Regions from separate parts of the Astyanax mexicanus genome. Here region 2 is linked to region 1. A link is a contact called in public Hi-C data. All regions are on one chromosome and are shown on one strand. Each heading gives the region's core, a stretch centred on a gene start, on an enhancer-like site or on the middle of the called end of the contact. The rest is flanking DNA. Distances are from core to core; before and after follow the strand shown. Region 1 has its middle 11 kb from the start of prph2a. Region 2 holds the start of timm23a (translocase of inner mitochondrial membrane 23 homolog a (yeast)).

What was found. A called contact is a pair of places that touch in the nucleus more often than the background predicts.
Region 2: a Hi-C map of muscle shows a contact between it and region 1, with 16 times the contacts expected there. The contact joins the promoter of timm23a here to the enhancer-like site in region 1. A contact is called at or near these places in 2 of 3 Hi-C or Micro-C datasets (both in muscle).

Annotation. Positions count from the first base shown.
Region 1 is chr15:33,155,008-33,162,547 of AstMex3_surface, forward strand. No RefSeq gene overlaps it. Among protein-coding and RNA genes, the nearest start is that of prph2a, 11 kb to the left of the region's middle. Within about 2 kb of position 5,589, the one cell type or tissue checked has an H3K27ac peak away from gene starts, as active enhancers do.
Region 2 is chr15:33,240,984-33,248,663 of AstMex3_surface, forward strand. It overlaps timm23a (translocase of inner mitochondrial membrane 23 homolog a (yeast)), which reads left to right and starts at 1,968. Exons shown (of 7, transcript XM_007259311.4): 1 at 1,968-2,372; 2 at 3,777-3,835; 3 at 4,129-4,222; 4 at 4,385-4,469; 5 at 4,612-4,670; 6 at 5,576-5,686; 7 at 5,774-6,396. The coding sequence starts at 2,267. The coding sequence ends at 5,886. It overlaps zgc:112285, which reads right to left. Exons shown (of 7, transcript XM_049464610.1): 7 at 7,432-7,680.

The sequences.
Region 1 (7,540 bases), core at 4,339-6,838:
TTAGGAGCAGCATATTAGTAATATAGTATTATATTATAGTTATATAAAGTAATATGTTTATCTCAGTATTATTGATTTAACTACTAGTAGAACAGTACTTAGTAGTGACAGTACCACCACTAACACCACCAGTATTGTACATCTACCACTACTACTAACATTATTAATGATATATAAAAAAATGTTAATACATTTTTGGACACTTTGGACATTACATTTTTAAATTCGATTAATATTAAAGTTTGGAAATGGTTGTGTTTATGATTCAAAAAAATTCTAAACATTAATCCACGTTCTCCTCCTAAAGCATATATTAGTATTATAATTAGTATGATTAACTATGATTATAATTAATATAATTAGCAGAATAATTATTATTATAAAGTAGTAGTTTTAGTAATTAGTATAATAGTAGCAGCATGTTAGTAGTAATTATAATATAATTATAATATATTAATATAAAGTGATATGTTTCTATCAGTATGATTTATTTTACTACTAGTAGTACAGTAGTTAGTAGTGACAGTACCACCACCACCACCACCAGTATCATACAACTACCCATACTACTACTATTAATAATATAATAATAAAAAAATAAATAATTCAAATTGTTCAAACTGTTAATACATTTTGGACACTTTGGACATTTCATCCTTAAACTCTATTAATATTAAAGTTTTGAAATGGTTGTTTGTTTTTGTTCTAAACATTAATCCACTTACTCCTCCTACAGTGTATTAGTATGATAATTAGTGTGATTAATTATTATTATAATTTGTATAATTATTTTTTTATTAGTATTTTAATGTAGTAGTTTTAGTAATTAGTATGATAGTAGCAGCATATTACTAGAAATACAGTAATATATTATAGTAATATAAAGTAGTATGTTTCTGTCAGTATTATTGATTTTACTACTAATATAGCCTACAGTACAATATCGTACTATTATTGTTATTGTTATTATTATTATTATTATTATTATTATTATTATTATTATTATTATTATTATTATTATTATTATTGATATAATAAAATTTAAATAAATTAAATAATTTAAATTGTTTAAACTGTTCATACATTTTTGGACACTCCATAGTTATATAGTTACATAGTTCCATATTTTAACCATTTATTCCTTACTCCTACACTTACTCCTCTCACAGAGGTTAAACTCCTTCCACCATGACTGAAGTTATTAGCTGTGTTCCACTGCTTCTGGACTACTGTTTTATGAAAGAATACAGGTAACACAGCACTGTACAGTTAAACAGTAACAAAACAGGCTAAAAAAACACATAAAATGATTAAACGTCTTCTGGGGATGCAATAATACATTTTGGACACTTGTATGCTTGGAAAGCAGAGTCTATATGTTGGATGTTTCTTCTACTCTGAATACACACTGCTCTCTCTCTCTCTCTCTCTCTCTCTCTCTCTCTCTCTCTCTCAGTATAGGCAGTGTTATGATGAATTGTGTGCTCTCTCTTTGGGGAGCTCTGAATTTTAGGCGTTTCCTTTTTGCTGGAAAATTGCCTCATCTTTCCTCCAGGTCCGCCGCCAGCACTGAACTCCATTTTCCTGCTGCACCCTCATGTACACAGTCTGGATGTGTCTTAATGCACACACTCCTGTGCTGCTGCTGCCATGGCTGAAGTTTTCTCACACTCAGTCAGTGTACACACAGTATTAGTCCAGGTTTGTGAATGATATTCAGTGGGGTTTCAGTCAGTGATACACTCGTGATCATGTTTAGTTTATTATGTATACACAAAATCATTTACTCTGTTTGGCAGCTAATAATGCAGAACAGCAAGTCTTCACCTCATCACACACACATCAGTTAGCTCTCACAGACAGAGAGAGAGAGAGAGAGAGAGAGAGAGAGAGAGAGAGAGAGAGAGCAGCCTACTCACACACACAGCTAAATGGGATCATGATCTCTGTCTGTTTGAATGATACATCAACCACTGAGGGGTGTGTGCTTGCCTATGTGTTTGTGTGTGTGTGTGTGTGTGTGTGTGTGTGTGTGTGTGTAGCTTATCTGTACACACACAATGCAGTATACATAATGTCTACATAATCTACCTTCATAAAAAACAATTGAAACCATTGCCATTTAAATTTTTAAATACGAAGCAAAATTAAATATAGTCTAAAATTAATAGTGTTATTTCTCGTGAAAAAGTGACAAATCTAAATATAATATTTTTATATTTTACAAAATGTGTTAAACTTTCACTGGGGGCTTTTTTGGAGGACTTTTTTGTGTGACAGTGATAATATACAGTATTACAAATTAAAATACTTATAAAATAGAGTTGTATGTCTGAAATATACACCTGAAGTACAATATATACCTAAAACACAATAATATTTATGTAAATAGGCTTATTACAGGGAATACAATAACTGATATTCTGAGCATGTGATTACTGAGCACACCAGGGTTTTTTTTTTTTACCTTATCTGTTGTAAGCATTTAATCATTCAGCTCAGGCAATTATACTTAAATTGTGTTGGGGTTTTTTTTTTAAGTGTAACTTTTTAATTAAATATTAGTAGTGATGTAGTACTGAATAAAAAAAAACATAACTGAGGTACAGAACTATTTCAGCACAATAATATTATATTTGTCACAAATATTATTTTCTTTAATTGTTCAAAGAAAAGTGAAGGTTCTGTATAGTGTAGACTGCTCTTTCTGTGCATGGACGCGATAATCACCAGAAGATGGCAGTATTGCTGCTATATTCATTATTTTATTATACTGTAGTTTATATGTGTTTTATGGTAAAATGCAGTGTTTCCCATTTCTGACCTTAGAGTACCCCTGTCCTGCACATTTTAATGTGTACTCTGCTCCTAACACACACACACACACACACACACACACACACATACAAATCAAGAACAACATTAACATAGGTTCTGTAGTTGCAGTCTGTTGTCCTTCCATTTCTCTGCATACTGTATTATCTTCCTTTCACCCTGTTCCTCACCCCGGACCCCACAGGACCACCACAGAGCAGATATTATTTGAGTGGTGGGTCAGTTCCAACACTGCAGTAAAACAGAAAATGTAATAAGAACGTTCTGAAAACCTGTGACGTAACAATGTTTTGCATCACAATGTTATTAAAAAGATTCTCCCACAATAATCCCAACTCATGTTATGAAAAGGTTAAAAGTAACAATTAAAAAAAAATAATAATAAACGCGTTGACAGAAGTGACGTTGCAGCAACATTACAATAACTTTTTAAAGCATTAAATAAAAATATTCTAAGAACTTCCAAAAAACTTGATGGACAACAGATGGGACAATTGTAACCAATTAACTGTAAGGTTTAGAAAATGTTCTTCTAACCAAAAAATGTTATCTTGGACAGTGTGTGTTGTGCTGGTACAAGTGAATCAGACACAGCAGTGCTGCTGGAGCTTTTAAACACTGTATCCTCTCACTGTCTGCACTATTACACACTGCTGTCTGGGTAGGGTCCACTTTGTAGCGGTAAAGTCAGAGAGACAAAAGCTTATCTGTGTCTACTATTATAGAACTACAAAGTGCTCCTATATGCCCAGTGGAGCTAAAAAAAATGATAATGGGTGTAAAAAAAAAAAAAAGGAAGTGGTCATAATGTTATGATTGATCGATATACATGTATGCACATAGCTGTTCCAGCTGATGTGCAGGGTATGAGGTACTCCAGGACCAGGGTAGGAAGAAATAAAGGCTGTGGGTTCAAACGCAGGCTAAACTGCTTTCCCGCTATATAAAATCTGTGGGTTGTGTTTAAAACCTATTATATGGGGATCAGGATCAGGGGTTACACCACATGACCCATGCTGACTGAATCTAATAAAGCTATCAGACGTGGTGTTCATAAAGCCCCGGTAAGAGCGAGCGCTGATCTAGGATTAGATTCCTTCCCAGAGTCTGGTGGTCTTAGTGATAGAAACAAATCACATTCACTTTCTGAATATGTGCTTATCTTTTAAAGTTTTCTGATTGTCTGTAGTAAATCAGGCTTTTACAGTTACTAGATTAAACACGATTATACAAAGACTATATTAAGTAAAATGTGTCTGCTTGGTGAATGAACTAACGGTGATGAATATTTTAAAAACATTTCTCTTTTACACTCTAAGAAATATAAGTACAGATTTGTACTTAAAAGAGTACAAAGCTTGTCGCTGGGGCTGTACCTTATATTGAGGTACAAAAAAGTACCTTTCAGTGAAAGTCCTTTTTTGTACCCATGGTTTTTGTGCCAGTATAGATTATAAAGATTATAAACATTGTCATCAACTAAAAATGGCTCAAAAACTTGATGATACAAAATTGTCTGGCTTTCAAATAAAAAATGTGCTATTTAAATATATACTGTTCATTAGTACAGTGATGCAGAATACTGAATGTACCTTTTGGCTGGTTAAATGGTACAAATTTGTACTTATTGCTGTTAGAAATGACTTTGTACTTCAGAGGGAACAAATCTGACCCTGTAAAGACCAATATTGTACCTTTGAGGGTACAATTATAAAGAATGTACCTTCGAGTACAAAAAAGTACTCATATCGTACCTCTGTTTTTTAGAGTGTACAGTAAGTAACATATCCAGTTGAATTCACTTAATTAAAACACATGCATTTATTTAGCTGTTTTTGAAGGTCTTATATTACCCTTCATAGAAAACCTTCATTTTTTTCTATTTCCTTCTATGTAATTTTTGTAGACTATACATGGAATTTAACATTTTATTTTATTTATTTTTTTATGTCAGACAATTACAATGCATTTTGCATTTTGGCCTAGGACAGAAATATCTACATATAAAATGATTGTACAGCTTGTTAATGTCAAAACCTGTGTGAGTTTTGAGGTGTTATCTTATAGCCAGATGTGGTGAATTATGGAGTTCTATGAATTCTAGCATGGCCTGATAGTGGATACCAGATGATTATTAATATTTTTATACTGATTAGATTCTGGGACATTGCTGTGAGGATTTGATTGCATTCTTTGGCAAGAGCTTTAGTGAATGTTCAGAATATTGGAAGATCACCACCCTCAACCCTTCTGGAGAACCCAGTCCAGTGCTGGGGGTTTTATACCTCTCTTTGCACATAATATCATGTGTTTGGTATATTTGATAAATATCAGCATAGCCTTCCTCAGGGGGGCAGTGTCCACATGGTTTCAGTTGGATATCTTGGCTTGTGTCTGGTGGAACACACACAAACACAAACACACACACACACACACACACACACACACACATACACACACAAGGATGTCTATAATTCTGTTGATTTACTTAGTACCTCAAAGTGTCAGTCCTAGACACCTAATTTCATTCACAGGTAAATCATATGACCAGACAATAATTAATTTTGTAGTCATCAAATATTTACTTGTCCCTGACCCAGACGCCTTTCCCTCTGGTCTGCACCCTCTACTTGGCCCGAGTTCAGGGCTGCTCTCATTCTACGTGACTCAGATGCTAAAGCTAAGCAGGAGACACTGAGTGACACTGAATGAGACTTCAGGGGAATGCTTCATTAAATGATTTACAGCACGGTTGTCTGCGCTGTAGTGCTGACTTAGGCATAACCAGGAGGCTACAGCAATGATACAACAGAGGTGACTCCTGCTTACTGTTTGCCTGGTGCCCAGTGAATGTGCTTTCAGAAATCCTCTGACTTTCTTGCATTGGTTTTAGGTGCAGTGAGATGGGTGGTGTGCTACAGGACCATCACTGAAAGATTAACATCAAATTTGAAAAACAATATAATTCATTCATGAATTTATGGGCCAAATGAAAAAGATAAGCTGTAAAAACAGTTACTTCTGATGTTATAAACCAATCTACTCACTCTACCACAGATTACCAGATAACAAAATATGATAGGCTAGTACCAGTATTGCACAATAATGGCACTCTGACCAAAGCTTTTCGAGTATGACTCCACAACCTGCAAACAATGCCAGTGCTTATAAGACAACACCAGCCATAACAAAGCAGCAATGATATAATTCTACAATATTAATTGTATTTGATATTATTGCCTTTACTATATGTTTTCTTGCTTTATAAGTGGCAACATCTCACATTACAGCACAACCCTTGAGTGTAGTATTGCGTATTTATTGTTTAAAATTGTAATTGTTGTTCTTTTTGGTTAAATGATCCCAAAGTAATTTCAGGTAAGCCTCATAGAAGCAAAAAAAATGAATTTGCTTGAGATGTGCCTACCCAGCTGGCCCCCAATGTCAATAGACGTTAATGTCAAGTTGAATGTTGGTCATGACGTAAAAAATATCAACATATTTACACCAGTATAATATCTAATACTGTTACATGCCTGCAGGGATAAGTTTACATGTGTACATATATATACCATATGTATACCTATTTACTGTATTTTAGAATGTACTTCTTTGTACTCCAGTTGTACTAGGATTGGTTTACGACAAAATAGCTCAAGCTCAATTTTACATAGTATAATGAAAAAATGCATTATATACAGTATATGATATACAAAAAGATTATGCTGTTGTAATTCACGCACAGAATTCTAAAAAAAAAGTGCAGTGTGCTGTATGTAACAGTATATAAACAGAACAAAGAGTCTCTTAAGTCACAATAAGTCTATAAGCCTCTAACCCTGGAGTTTCTCTGAGGTGCCCAGGAGTGCCCTCAAATTCTATTGTGGTCTGGGGTGTTAAGTCTTCCACTTAGCTTGTTGACCTGTCCAAATAAAACGCTCGGCCTTTTCTGACTGCCAGAAGCCGGGTGGGACTCAGTGGCTGGAGAGTGAAATAGCTGAGGAGAAATGCCTTGCGCAGACAGAAAAGACACTGCAGTCTGTCTCAGGAATCACTCAGGTAGAGCAATAAGTGACAGAATGTTGGAAGACTGATGCGTCCTCCTTGGAGAGACATGCATCTCCGCCCTTATTTCTTACATTGGTGTCCAAACAGTGTTACCCATCTGAAAGGCCACGAGATGCTCGCTGTGCGTGAACATCCCTGGGAGTTGTTATCTGGACCTGGACAGCAAGAGGGGCACAACGATCAAATTCCACCTAAGCGCACACACACACACACACACACATGCACACATACTCCATTCTCATAGCTCCATCAATCAATCCCACTGGCAGGCTATATGTCCTATTTCACCACCCACATAACTCAGGTTGCCAAGAAAACAATTTCTGTTTGTGTTAAATGGATTGAGAAACAGAGGATTGTTTGGAGGGGGGTTGGGAGGCAGCGACAGTTACAAATGTATGTAGAGAAAATACTGAGTGAAAGGCTTGTTGGGAGACAGTTTACATTGTTTGGAATGTAAAAAGGCTTATTAACAAAGACTTATTTAAATGACTGGTAAATAATAATATTGCTGCAGTGGTAACAAAACACTAAAATGGTAATTTTATAGGGAAACCACGGTACAAGGTTAATTTAAATGTATGTCTGTTTTATATATTTTTTACTTTGTCACTCTCACATACAACATCATTTGGGC
Region 2 (7,680 bases), core at 718-3,217, 82 kb after region 1:
ATAATTTTTAAACTGAGCTTTTTGTATTTATACCATATTATTATATATAATTCTACAACTATAAAAAAACTATATATATATAATATAATGTATGGCTTTATTTATTTAAAATAGATTGATGAACATATATTAATAAATAAATAAAAATAGATGCATCTACTATACAAGCATAAATAGACATATAACAAAATATAAAATGTTGTAATAAAGAGATTTATCTTCTACATATTTATTAAATGTATATATACACATTTTAAGCTACCCTTTCTAGTATAAAATAAGCATTTAAATTATAAATATAGTTTAATATATTCAATCTTTAATACTTAATTGAAAAATAATTGAGTATGATTTTTATTGGAAACCGCATTGTCTGAATTTTCCATGTAAATATTTAAAAAGAATTCTAAAGATGGGAAACTTGATATTTAAGAATATAACAGAATTATGTGCTGATGAAGAGGTTTATTTGACCACCAGAGGGCGCTCTCGAGTGAGTCTAAAATGAATGTGTTTATAGAGAGGTATTGGCTTCATACTGAGTTTATAAATGTTTATTAATTTTCACACTGATAAAATGTACTATTTTTCTCAACAATGAACATCATCAAATATATATTATACCAACACATATTTTTAAAAGCGTTTAAACTCCAGATATAAGCCTTTAAATCTTGCTCTTCAGCATTAGCTCACCAACCAGTCAGAGCAGATTAGCGGCACTGCTAGCACATTTACTTCATAAAACCTGTCTGCTATTGAATAAAAGAAAATTTACCGGTAAGTTTTCTTTGCTTTTTTAGAAAAACAATTCATTCTATTGTACCTAATTTAAGAAATATTCAGCCCAAGTAGTTAGTTAATGATACAGTTTTTTATTTGACATTTTAGCTGCTTAGCTCCATTCACCCCACTCATGGTGGAATTTTTCCCTCATTTATTAATTTACTAAAAGACAACATAATACAAGTAATGTTAAGTACCTTCAAGATAAATTAAAACAAACAGCCATTAAAATTTAACAAAGTAGAAAACTGGAAAAAATATGTAGTTTGTTTTAAAAAAAAAAATTCTGGGTGAATAAACAGTTTTTAAATGTACTTCTCTGACTTTATTATAAATACAAACATAGTCGGCTTAATGAATACTTGAGTTAGGGCCACTTAGAGCCCCCAAAAGCACGTAGATGTCATAATAAATAAAATATATTTTATTTTTTATTTTTTCTAAAAGCCACAGTGACTATAATGTCGTATTAAAATGCTAATGTTGAAAAATGTGGGATGCACAAGGCTGTGTGTTTTATGAATGCATTTTAGTACAATGCAGATATCAGGTCTCTGCTGCTGTGCTCTGAGATCACTTCAGTGCACTGTAGTATTAGCTTATGGTTAGCATTTTTCTAGAGATGGATGGATGGATGGATGGATGGATGGATGGATGGATGGATGGATGGATGGATGGATGGATAGATGGAAACTTTATTGATTCCAGAGTGAAATTCTGGATATCCAGTAGCAGGTATACATAGTACACAAACGTTACAAAAGACATGTATGATATGTCTTGACACTAGTTGCTGTGCATATTGTGAGGATATCTGATGTCAGCCATACAGAAAGTGTAAGTGCGCAGTTATATAATAATTTAAGTTAGCAGTGCAAATTTGTGTCGGACAGTGGACAGTAAATAAACTAGTAGTTTAATTATGGCCTTTAAACAAGGTTGTAATTCAGAGGATCCAGTAATATTCGGGAGGAAAATACACAGAGAATAAAACATGCAGGGTTCTGAACATATTTATTCACCACAGAATGTGATAGAGGCGAGTTTTTGAAAAGCCCACTCATTTCAGCAATAGGCAAAAACCGCTTAGAGACACGGAACTCCACATATGAACATAAACTACAAAATGACGACACGACTGTAGGCGTGGCTTTAACTTCACGACAGAGTTGCGTCAGCACTGTCCTTCAGGTTTCCGGCAGCAGCGCATGGTGGAGGTCAGGGATGCTCTATCTGACCGGTGACAGAAACACACAGACCCCCTCATTTCGGTCTCTGTACAGATCCTGCTGTTTTATAAGCTGTACAGGTAACTTATTCAGGACTGCAGTCTGTGGCCGTTTCTCAATACTCAAGTACACACGTCTGTACTCAATTCGAATTGGAACAGTACTTGGGCTGCGACTCAGCGGCGGCGGCTCTGTTCAGCAGGATCTCCGCTCTCTGACTTCATATCAGATTCACAGCAGTGAGTGACAACATGGACGACAACGCGGCGGGATCGGGGTCTTTTAAAGGCGGAATGGGGGGCCTTTTCGGCGGCGGAGCTCCGGAGTACTCCAACAACGAGCTCGCTGGGGTGCCTCGTAAGTAACTCTGGTGTCTATAGTAGTCCTGGTGTTAGCATAAGGGCTAACTATGGCCTTTTTCAGCATGTGAGGGTAACTAGCTTAGCATAGCTAGCCTACTAGCTAGGTGTCAGAGTGGCCTTCAGGTTCTGTGACCCTCTGTGTTTATGTTTTATAGTTATTTGAATGGTGAAATGTTAGTTTGGTTAGCTAAACGTTAAAGGGGTTTCTTGCTTTTATATTTTGCCTCCGCGCTCACTGGGGGTTCTGTATTTTCTATGTTTAATGTTTTGCCTGATTATTTGTCCTGTAGTCATGTTTCTGTAAAGCTGCTTTGTGCCAACACCAGTTGTAAAAAAGCGCTATACAAATAAATTTGTTTTGATTTGATTTGATATTTTGCCTATAGCTGAGGCACACACGTAATCCCACGTAATGGTGATGTAACCTGTGTGTCACAGGCCTTTTAAAAGCAGTGTAAAGTTCCATATTATATCTACTTATGTAATCATTCAAATTTAGCTAAATTTGTAGATATCAGAACTGTTATTTTTCTAGAACATTTTTTTTAAATGTTCTTATTCAGAGTATTTTTGGAAAGCTATAGCTAAATTCTTTTTAATAAAGCGAGTTTTAACTGTAAGGATTCTACTGCCAACTTTACTTTGACTAACGTTACTCTGTGTTTGTTTATCTGACATTATTTACAAAATGTAGGAGTGCTGGAGATAAAACAAGCTCCTTTTAAAAGCGTACATTTTTATTCTACAGCTCTTTTCCAACAAATTAACCGTTCAAACACGTTAATGAAATGTTTTACTAGTTCCAACCTGATTTCTGGAACAAAATGTTAAAATGCAGATTATGAAATTGTTGTTGTGCCATTTGTGTTGCATCTGGATTTTAACCCTGAAACATTAAGTCATGTTTTTTATCACGTGAATGAGCTGCTCAGTTATTTTAACTGATTAAATTTCTAATTTTGGTCAATATTCAGAACTGGGTCTTAATATCAAAATTAACTAATTGTATCTGTCAATAATTAAGCTATTGAGGCTGTCTATTACTATTGGTATATCAGTCACTGTTTAATAGTAATGCTGAATATTCTATATCTCTATTTGGCCTGTTCACAATTTTCATCCCAGAAATTATTGCAATATATTGTAACTTTATAGTATTGTGATTCAAAAAAATATTTATTGAATCGACAATATGTGTATTGAGGATATCAGCACTGCATGAGATTATCTTTAAATACTCAGCTCTATCAGTGCTTGATTACTTGCAACATGAGGGGTTACAACATGATTGGAATTAATTTGTGTTGACCCAACTTTTGGCCCTATTGTCCAGCACTACTTCTATGCTACTGTATGTTGTGAGAGTGTGGTCAACTGTACACTCTTTTTTTCCCCACAGTGACTGGAATGAGCCCACTCTCTCCTTACCTTAATGTCGATCCTCGCTACCTTGTTCAGGTCAGTGTAAGAATACAGTTTTATAAATGGTCTGTCTTTCATTGGAGATATAAATGTTTAAACTAGTTATGTGCTTGTTTTAAAGTGTAAAAACTTAACGCTGTACTAAATATAGACTTTTGAGAGTACAAAAAATAGAATCAAATCTTGGCACAGAATAAGAACGAAATGTGCATATTGGTATAACAAATAAGGCATTGTTTTTTTTTTTTTTTTTTTTTTAAATCTTCACATCAACCTCTCCAGTAGTTAGGTCTAATTTGTCTGTGTCTTATGTTTTCCACATCTCTTAGGACTCTGATGAATTTATACTGCCAACTGGAGCAAACAAAACCCGTGGACGATTTGAACTGGCATTCTTTACCATAGGAGGGTCTTGTATAACAGGTAATGTTAAGCTTCTCTGGGTTCTTTCTTTATTAACTAATTATTTAGACCTGCAGTATCTATCTCTAAAGCTTTAGATCACCCTAATCAGTTTGCTTTGTTTTAATGAGTTTCATAACCGCAATGCTTTGTTGATTAAAGGACTGTGTTTGATTTTTGCAGGAGCTGCTTTGGGAACACTTAATGGGCTCCGTATGGGCATTACAGAGACCAGAGACATGGCCTGGTCAAAACCTAGAAACGTACAGTAAGTGTTTTTCTTTTGTTGTTTTTTTTTAAAAATATATATATAAATATATAATACTGTGAAAAACCTGAAGTGAAATGAGAACAAAAGTTGAAGAAGTCTTAAATCAGCTCTTATTTTGAATCCCTCTCTTTTTGTTTAGGATTTTAAACATGGTCACACGACAGGGTGCATCATGGGCTAACACACTAGGATCAGTTGGTAAGACATTCCCTTAAATGCTTTTGAAAGTGTGTCATGTAACAGAGCACTGCTATATAGAATGTTTGGCTTACTTTAATTTTTACACTTCTTAGCCCTGTTAAGATTATTATGTTATCTACGTATTCTACAGTGCATGGCCATTTTTTGCTGACTCTGATATTGCTTATTAGGTTATCTTAGCAAGGAGAGGCCAACACGTTTAAACAGAGGTTTTATTTCATTTGTTTTATTTATAAAGAATATTTATTTAAAAATATATACCAATTCTAAAATCCGAACATTTTTAAATAACATTTCATTGCACTTCAAAAGGATGCAATTGCTTTATGATGATATTACCTTTTGTAATACATCAGTGAAATATAATTGTTTTGCTATTGTCCTAAAATTACAGTAATATTGTTTGTCACAAGTGTTTTTGGGACAGTATACCGTCCAAGCAAATAGTTATTTTTAACGGCCTATACACTCTACTTGCATAAATTAAATTAAATAAAGCATTTCAGCATCTTTTTGAGTTATCCAAAAAATACAAGCTGTACAGGGCTAGGATGGTAATGTTAGCTAAGATTACTTTCTCTAAGCAATTGTTTGTTTACCAAAAGACTTGTGCAATTTTCTATGTAAATTCCGAATCATATCTAATATACTGTGGCTTTCTGTGGTCTTGATATGGCTGTAATTTGCAACATTGTGCTGTCAATAATGCTGCATGGTGTGTTGAGGTAAACAGAGGAATTTAAAAGGATTTAGAATTTGTTTTCTATGCACAGCATGTTAGCTAGTGTAACCTAGCTGGGATGACTGTGTTAGGCTTTGTTACAGCTCCACTTTCTATATCAAACATTTAAAAACTACTGTCTGCAGAGTTTAGACATTTCACAAAACTTTTCTTTCCCCAGCTCTGTTGTATAGCGTGTTCGGGGTAGCCATTGAGAAAGCCAGAGGAGCAGAGGATGACCTCAACACAATAGCTGCTGGAACATTAACAGGGATGATGTATAAAGCCACAAGTGAGTATGAGTCAGCTTGATTATTCACAGTAGCTAACTTGTTTTGTGTGTTTATTTCATTTATTTATTTAATGTCTGTTTCATTAGGTGGCCTGAAAGGAGTTGCCAGAGGAGGAATTGCTGGGTTAGCTCTTTCAGGCTTGTATGCCCTGTACAACAACTGGGATCACCTTAAAGGCAAAACTCCTTCACGATATTGAAGAGGACCCTGAAGAGCTCAAACCATGGACATTTTGACTCTTAAACTTTCCTCAACAGCCTTGTCCTATTTAGAGGAGCAGCGGCCAACGTTTTGGATCCTTGGACCACCAACATTTGTTTTTGTTTAAAGCTGTGTTGTGTGATGAATATTATTAAAAGGCAGAAATCATCTGCCTTAAATGCATTGGACTCATCTTTAGCCATATTTAAAAATGTCTTTCAGTCATGAGAGCATATTGGGTAATGTTGGGATTAAACTGAAGTGTCATTTATACAATGGCCAAGCCCCAGTATAATATGAACCTGTTTCTTTCCAACATTGTCTTTCAATCTGTACACATTTTACTACCGAGACTTTAAGCAGTATCTGAGCCTACCAGGTTCATGCAGGTGTTCACAAACAAGTCTTGGGGAAAATATAAAAATGTACCTTTTATATGTGGTCAGATGTGTCTAAGCTAAGTTAATCAGCTCTGTGCTTAAATAAAAGTATGAGTTAATTTTTGAAACTCGTTATGGTGTAAGTGGATACATTGACATATTGTATTTTTTGGACTGGAACTAGCATGTGGAAGCTAAAAATCGCTGCAGATGCTTGAATTGGATGTGGATGTGATTTTCTGCCAGGGTTGTTTCTGTTCGCAGACCTCGCTTGAACTTGAAATTGAATCATGCAAATTATTGGCAACATACCAGTGGAATAATATTTAACCGTATGTGTATTGTATGAACAATGTTTTAATATATAGTATTTCAAACTAAAACTAATAGGCAACATTAGCCTACTGCTCTAAAATACCTTCATTTGTTTATTGTACTGTAATTAAAACCATTTACAGATCTTAAATGTACACTAAATGGACAGAAGAGGGACAAATTGCAATTGTAATCGAATTCAAGTGTTTCATTCAGTCTTACTGCCACATATTTATACAGTTAAGCACATAGGCATGCTGCCTGCCTTTACAAATATGTAAAAGTATATGTCCAACAGTAAATAGCTCAATTGACTCTAGTGTGGTATTGTAACAGAGTGCAACTGTTGTAATAAGTAGGTTTGTAATTTTTCCTACACTACATTGTATTCCACCATCAACTGCCAGTGATATTGTTGAAAAGTGGAGGTAGTTAGACTTAAAACTGCTGTTAGAGCTGCAAAATGGAGTGTGATTCTTTTGTCCATATAGTGTACCTTTAATGCTTAAAGATGCTGCACAGATAAAACCAAGTCTTTTTTCAGTTCCTATTTCAATTCCCTACAAAATACTGAAATCAGTTAATTGGCTAAGATGCTGCAGTACAGCTCTTGAGGTAATCTGTGCTGGCATTTGAAGAGGTGATTCATGATTCTCTAGCTTCATGAAGCTTTAACGCTTTGGTCTCTGCAATTACAGCATATTCCCTTCATCCCTTCACCCAGATGACACTAAATCTTCAGCTGTTATTTTGTTTTATTATGCTGGCGTACTGCTTTATGGAATATGTGAAAAGCAGAGCTAGGATGTATTTAAACAGTGGTGAATAATTTCAACTTGAACAAGAACTGTTTTCACAGATTTGTTTATTTTTTGACCGGATGTTTGAAGATACATCCAGTGTTTGCAATGTAGATAAGGCATATTATATTTCTCAATTTGGGTTCCTAATATTGCATGCAATGATGAGTTCAATCAGTTTCAGCTTTTATGCATCTTTTGTTTGCATCTGTTGGTGATCCTTTACAGAGGAGAAGAGTGGGGTATCACAGAAGCAGATATTGAGGTGTTCTTGCCTGGTGATGTTTGTACCCCTGT